Regions from separate parts of the Anas platyrhynchos genome. Here region 1 is linked to region 2. Evidence: chromatin contacts called from public Hi-C data. All regions are on one chromosome and are shown on one strand. The core of a region is the stretch at or near the end of the contact, and the rest is flanking DNA. Distances in the headings are between cores, read along the strand shown. Region 1 overlaps AUTS2 (activator of transcription and developmental regulator AUTS2). Region 2 overlaps AUTS2 (activator of transcription and developmental regulator AUTS2).

What was found. Hi-C and Micro-C count contacts between places; a contact is called where the count stands out from the background.
Region 1: a Hi-C map of skeletal muscle shows a contact between it and region 2, with 2.2 times the contacts expected there. The contact joins two enhancer-like sites. A contact is called at or near these places in 2 of 8 Hi-C or Micro-C datasets (liver and skeletal muscle).

The regions. Positions count from the first base shown.
Region 1 is chr20:9,967,935-9,971,326 of IASCAAS_PekinDuck_T2T, forward strand. The region is part of intron 5 of AUTS2 (activator of transcription and developmental regulator AUTS2); the gene reads left to right. Among named protein-coding and RNA genes, the nearest start is that of GALNT17, 270 kb to the right of the region's middle. Within about 2 kb of position 1,302, at least 1 of the 8 cell types and tissues checked has an H3K27ac peak or open chromatin away from gene starts, as enhancers often do.
Region 2 is chr20:9,854,495-9,857,954 of IASCAAS_PekinDuck_T2T, forward strand. The region is part of intron 4 of AUTS2 (activator of transcription and developmental regulator AUTS2); the gene reads left to right. Among named protein-coding and RNA genes, the nearest start is that of GALNT17, 380 kb to the right of the region's middle. Within about 2 kb of position 1,612, at least 2 of the 8 cell types and tissues checked have an H3K27ac peak or open chromatin away from gene starts, as enhancers often do.

The DNA of each region.
Region 1 (3,392 bases), core at 52-2,551, 110 kb after region 2:
ATTTTATGGAGAGATTATATTTCTGATGCAGAAGGCAGTTTAACTCCCAGGTATCACCTTTTGCTTAAAAACGAACAAACAACCCCCCCACACACCAAGCTGGTTCATAATTGTGTGCCTTTCCTTTCATGTGGTCCTATTTCCACGCATTTTGTCCCAAAGGCACCATGCCTCAGTGTCAAAAGGAGAAAACGTGAGTCTCCGTTCTCAGATGAGGGCCTGAGCGAGTGCCAGAACTCACAGGAGCATCCAGTCACACCTACCCGCAGTTCAGCTCGCCCTGTGATGTTAACAAGCGCTGCAGTGGCCAAGGAGAGCAAACACACCTCAGTGTTAACGGATGGAAATTCCATGTGAACGGAAAGCTTGTAGGACAGTAGCTCGCAGCTCACCCCAGCTGTCATAGCGGAGGCAGAATTAACCCTGCCCTTGTTCGCCCTGGGCTGGAAGCACAGTGCAGGCAGCATCGGTGCTGGAAGGGCCCCAACCACTGGCTCTTGTGTGAGCCTCCAGCTGCGCTGCCCTCACGCCCCGCTGCAGGCCGGGGTCACACTGCGGCACATCCCTCCCAGCCCTCCCTTCCCACTCGTCCTTCAGAGCTGACCTGACTCAGAACTGACTTGAAGCTCTACAGCAGCAGAAGCAAAGTCACATTCCCCAGTTCCCGGTTTCTCCACCCCTCTTCCTCCATCAGGTAAAGGAAAGTGCAAAACAATTGGTAAATAGCATGAGTCAGGGGCTTACATGGAAGTGTTTGCAAGATTTGATTGAAAGGAGGGAAACGTTGTGTGATGTAATTATTTAAATTCTGTAATAATTTTGCCTTCCTTTAATATGAAAGTTTTGTTTCTTTGGCTTTTAAATGGTCATTCTTTATCCACAGTCAGCTTTAGTCATGCCATTTTCCTTTTTCAATATGCCATTTTCCTCTTTTTCCCACCACTTTTCCTTTTTACAAATAGATTCTTTCAAAAACAATCACTTTAAAGAAAACAAATTCAGATCTTTATAAATCGCTCAAAAAGTTTAGAAAGATAACAAGGAAAGAAGTGTTTTTAAAATAAAAATGTTTTTATTCCTGTGTTTGCAGAAGCTAAAGTAGCAGATATGGATAGGGTAGGGTCTCTTCTGCTAGAGTGGCAGCTTTGTAGATCAGTGCACTGTTGTCTGCAGATTGCCCTTGTTTCTCTCCTCTGTGAGACAAAAACCCCCTTTGAAGTGAAACAGCAATGCAGAGTACTAGGGTAAAGGATCATGAAACAGGACATGACAGAGGATGGCTTGTAACCCAAATGGAATGGTGTAAATGAGCAACGCATGAGGAATGTAAAGAGAGGGGAGAGACACATCAAAATCACCTAACCATCTCTGATGTCTTTAGAAATGTAGAGAGACAGAAGAAGTAATACATATGACTCTCTTTAAATCATAAAAACTGTTTTTCACAAGTCAGTGGAAGTATGAAGGAGATTTCTGTAGAAGGCTGTGATCCTTGTAAAGTCCCTGCGAACTGCTCAGTGCAAATTAACATTTGGCAAGGGAAAGAAAAAATACCTTCAGCATTGCTTGGCCTTTTAACTACATAGACAACGTATTCGCACAGTGCAAGTGTTACTCTGTAAAAGGTCACAATCAATATTTGGCCTCTTTGGTGTGATGTCCTCTCTTCTTTGTGTCTTATGTACCCAGTTTTACCTGTCAAAACCAGTTTAACAAATTTCAGTTAATCTTGCTGGTGGAAGTCAAGGGAGTCTTCTGCTTCCCTTTGTCATCCCTACCCTTCCACTCCGGCTGCAGATGCTCAGAGTGCAGGGTTATTTTTTTTGTGACATTGCACAAATAGCTTGAACTGGCACAGAGAAATATTTGGAGCAGTTCAAGCTTTGTATCCAGACATCTGACTTGTGATGGCAATAAATTGGTGAGAGGTTTTCCTGTTCAGCTTCCTGCCTTGATGTTGTCCATCAAAAGAAGCTATTCCCAGTAGAAGTCTCTTGAAATATATTTCTTTCCTTTGCACATCTAACAGACTGAGTGTTAACAGAGCGGTGGGGATAAGAAGCAGCTCTCCCTGCGAAGGGGTTACAGGTAGCTGCCTTGGGTGGGCGTCCTTTTCCATTACTCATTGGCAAAGGATACTGGGCTAGATGGATCCTTGGCCCCACATCCAGCAGCACTGCATGATATCTTCCTTGTTTTCTGGGCTGATCCACCTGAAAGGGAGGCAGGGAATTGTGAGGTACTCAAGTCCTCTTATTTCTTGGAAAAAAATGGAAAGATGGTGCTCCAAAGTATATTTTTAATTGAACTAATGTATATATTGCAAGAGTATGCCTTACATATTTCAAAAGATGTACAGGTATAAACCTTTTCTGCCAGCAGAATAAATTAGGAGTGATTTTCCTGCAGTGGCACTGGTATAAGTTAATCCTAAATGAAGAAGGACTCTGCCTCAAGTGTGTGGCTTTTTTAATGAGAGGCAAGAGGGTGAAAGTGCTATCTCAGTCCCTGTTCCCAACTGGATTTTACCAGTGCCATACTTTAAAACCCCATCCCAGCTCAGCCTCTGGGATCCTGTTTTAAACAGAAAAAGGTACGTGCTGGCCTGTCCACTCAAATTGGCAGCAGCGTGCGAGTTGCTAAGGATGATAGAGCCTGGGGCTTTGCTGGTGGGGAATATTTTCCACATCCCATCTGCATCCCTCTAGAACTTGACCATTAGTCAGGCTACTTCTAAATGATGCATCTCTTTTAGAGATTTCTACTGATAACAAATGAAAGAGCATTTTTTTTCCTTACCTCATTATGCAGGCAGCTGTGTGACAGCGTTCTGACAAACTGTGTTATCTCAGGCTTCCAGCTGCAAGCTGTTCTCATCAATACTGCTGCGAACTGTTTCCTACTAACCCTTTCGCCTTTATGCCCAGTTTTATCAGAATTTAATTTTAATGTGAGGACAGTCAAATATAATGCCAGATGTGGGGAGCAGATAGGTTCCTTTGTATAAGGACATAGCAGGGGAGGCCTTCTAAAGACCCAGCCACACGGAGTGCAGAAGGACTGTGCTGGAATCATTATGTTTGATTCCCGTTGATTTTTTTTTTTTAATATGGTTATTATTATTATTATAAAGTTGCCATTTCAACCTCTCCTCACACTTGCCTCGGCACCAAACTGGAAAGAGAAATTAAACAACAAAAGACCTTTAATTTAAAAGAAAAGAAAAAAGGAGATATGCGTTCCTTGGTTTGAGTTCACAGTGGTGGAAGTGTGCTCAGTCTGCTTTCCTACTGCCTCCTTTCAGCTGTTCCAGTGTACCAAACAGAACTGCAAAACAGCTGCAGGAAAATCTTGTTTGGCATCTACTGAAATTAGTATTGCTGAAAAACGTG
Region 2 (3,460 bases), core at 362-2,861:
ATGGGTGCTCAGCAAGGTCAAACATCTTATACCATTATAAATAATCCAAACTTGTTATCTACATCTTTCTACAAACAAAGAGCACAGTCACCAATATTTATTTTGCATGAAAGTAAAATACGGAAATTTTACATCATCTAAAGTACACTGAAGATTTTGCAAACTGAGTCAAAGTTTACCGTGGTTTCTGCCAGCAAGCAGTTGAGCTCATGTTGTTTAAGGTCCCTGTGCAGTCTTGTGAAAATGGGCCATATCAATACCTAGTTTGTAGATTATTTCTTTCTGTCATTTTATGCAGTTTAGGTTTTGTTCATCAAATAAAATTTCAATTACACAAACCACTCAAAACCATGTCCAAAGAATTTTACAAGTTTTTTACAAATTTATTTATTGCTATTCACGGTCTAAGTTCTGTTGTTGTTGAAGAGTTAACATTTGCAATATTTCAGCTTGTTCTATTGATTACCCATGTACTGCTAGATCTCTGTGCAGTATTCTTATCACCGGAAAGAAAAACACTGCTAGTACTTCAGCTGAATGCTGTGGGTGAAAGTTCACTCATGAAGTGGGTGAAAGTTATTCTGGATTAGCATCATGAATTAGCTCAGTTCTAACTTCTTGCAAACTAGTACACATTAAGTCTTTTGTATATGCTGACTCTTGGCCACCTACCTGGCATTACTTGATTGCATGTCCATAGTAGAACTGCCGGGTTGGTTGGTGGTATGCTTGGTGAGATATGCGTAGGCGTTTAAGTAAGCCCTCCAAGAACACACCAATATGGTTGTCTTGACCAGAAGTCTGAAATCGAAATAGAGAGCAGCAGTCTCTAACATATCCCCTGAGCACCGTGTATGTTGCTTTTCCACCACTGAACACATCAGCAGTTGCTTCTTAGTGGAGACTGCTTCTTATGAATGCTATTCTGTGTGTTCTCTGGTCACTTCAGTTCGTGTGGATTCTCTTCTGAGATGTTTGTTTCATAGTGGTGAACCTCAGCCCCCAGGGACTCCTTTCCGTGATTTTCTTGGGACTGTAGTGGGCTATTAATCAGCCCATGTACTTTTTCACTTCCAGTCCCTTTGTAGAATTAGTTGAGTGGGATTTGTTGACTCTTCCTCCAACTTCTATATCTGATAAAATCATTGTCCCAAGAAGGGTCTCCTGTAGCTTCTATTTATGCTCTTATTACTGCCGCGTGCTTGCAGTTGTGCACAACGCTTGGACCCCCTTCAGCCCCTTCTCTCCCCACCCCCCCCCCCTTTTTTTGAATTACTAGCGGGTGACAAATAGCTACTGCTTTCCACTCCATTTCGCCAGGCACAGCTTCTTTCCTGTCCTCATGAGGTTTCTGACCTTTCAGTCAATGCCTTTTGCAGCCCCCCAGGGGCCTCCAGGGAGCTGTAATGGACTCACGTTAATTGCCTGTTGAAGGACAGAAGCAGTTCCTAGCAGGATGATTGGTGATCCCCCTGTGAGTACAGCTGTCCTGGTCAGTGAAAAGATTGATCTGACACACACAAACATTTCGGCTCACTGCTCAATGTGTCTCACAGAGCATGCACATAATCACTGCTCTGGCTTTAGTGGTTTCCTGTCTGCCCACACTGCACCGTGGGTCTATTTGCTAGTGCTGTGACTCAGAGGAGCGAGCGAACGAGAGACTATCCATTCTAATCCCCTTGTGGGTTACGGTAGTTTAGATAGAAGATACCCCACAGACTGCAGTATAATCCAAAGATTTATAAAGTCAGTCATATGGGTTGGTTTTCTTTTTTTTTTCATTGCTCTCAGTGGAAGCATATCTTCCATTCTGGCTTAAACATGTTTTAATGTAGTTTAAAGTGCAAGTGATGCACTTTTTAAAGTACACATGCATGCATCCAGGGGAAAAAACAAAACAAAACAAAATCAAAAAAAAAAAAAAACCCACAAACAGACAACAACAACAAAAAAGTCTCCCATTTCTGCTAAAATTAGGAAAGTGTAGGAATTTCTTTTACACTTCTTGCTTCTGTTCTTCTGCAGCTGGATAAACCATTATGTTCTCATTAGAACTGAGTATGGGTCAGTTTGCAGAGCTCTGTACAAATATTATTTTTTCCCACTTTTGCTTTGTATACATTCAACCTGTGTTAGGCTTCAAGCTCCAAATCTGAAATAAAAATTCTGCCAAAATCAGCAAACATGCTTTGATATTGCAAAGTTTTGACCTCAGATATTATCAACCTATGCATATTTTCTATCTGAAAATATTAATCAGTTCAAATCTACTCATTCATTGGCACATGTTCAACAAAAGATGTTTTCAACCTGGTCCGCGGTTTATCATTTGTAACAAAGGTTTTGCACAGTACTGGTCGCCACACAGATAAGCTTCTCCTGAAGTAAATCCCCAGTAAAGTTTAAAAGGATTGACCTAAGGGCTGCTTAAAAAGATTCTTCTTTTAGTTGCTTCATCCTCTCACCTCCATGCTTCACATTAGCCAGAAATGAGATGGTCCTGATTTAAATCCCTGAATCCAACCACCTGTGAACTTGGAGGAGTACAAAATCTGACACAGGATCTCAGTTCTTCAGGTAGCACTTGTGTTCATTAAGGCTTGGTCTAAAACCTCGTATCTAAATGTTTCATTGCATTAGAATGCATGATGCCCAAATACAAAAGTCTTACCTTGTGCTACCTTTCTATTTTAATTGGTGTTGCAAAATCTCATACAGAAACAAATACAATACAAAGCAATACAGCTAAAATCAATTTGTGACAAAATTTAGCAATTATATGTTTCTTGCGTTTTAGTAAATGTTCTGCTTTTCTGAAGTACAGACCAGTAAAGGAAGTTAGAAAGCAGCAGTGAGAATTCTAGAGATGATGAAAAATGGCAAGGATGAGGTAATTTGTCATTCTTTGGGGTCCTACAGACGTACAAACACAGACCTGCGAAATATTATTTCTCCAAGAAGCTGCTGTATTACAAGTGTCAATCAAAATACTGCATTCCTGTTCAGAACATTCTGCTCCAGAAATACATTATTCACAAGTGGAGGAAACTCAGAGGACAGCCACCCCTGGCAATTGCTGGGTACTCTATGTGTACTAAAGATAAGCTTTGCCGCGAGTTTTCTGGCCTTGCTACTACAGCTGTACTTAGCTGTTATTTCAATCCTGCATTTCATATTTAATACAGGTATGCATACAACCTTGGGCTAGGTTCAAATTTCAACAGATGAAAATGTTAGGGCTTTTTAAGCTAGCCTGAAAGCCAATTAAACATTTTCAGACTTGTTCTTATTCAGCCCCAAACCCTTCCCAGCAAGAGTAAGTGAAATGGATGCTTGAAACAACAGAGGAAATAGGAAGAAGTATCTCTGCAAGCTGTGTAGCAAGTGTCCAGTAATTAAAGATACAATAGCTGGACACCATCCAAGAACGCAAACAAAAGTATCTGAAGACATCTAG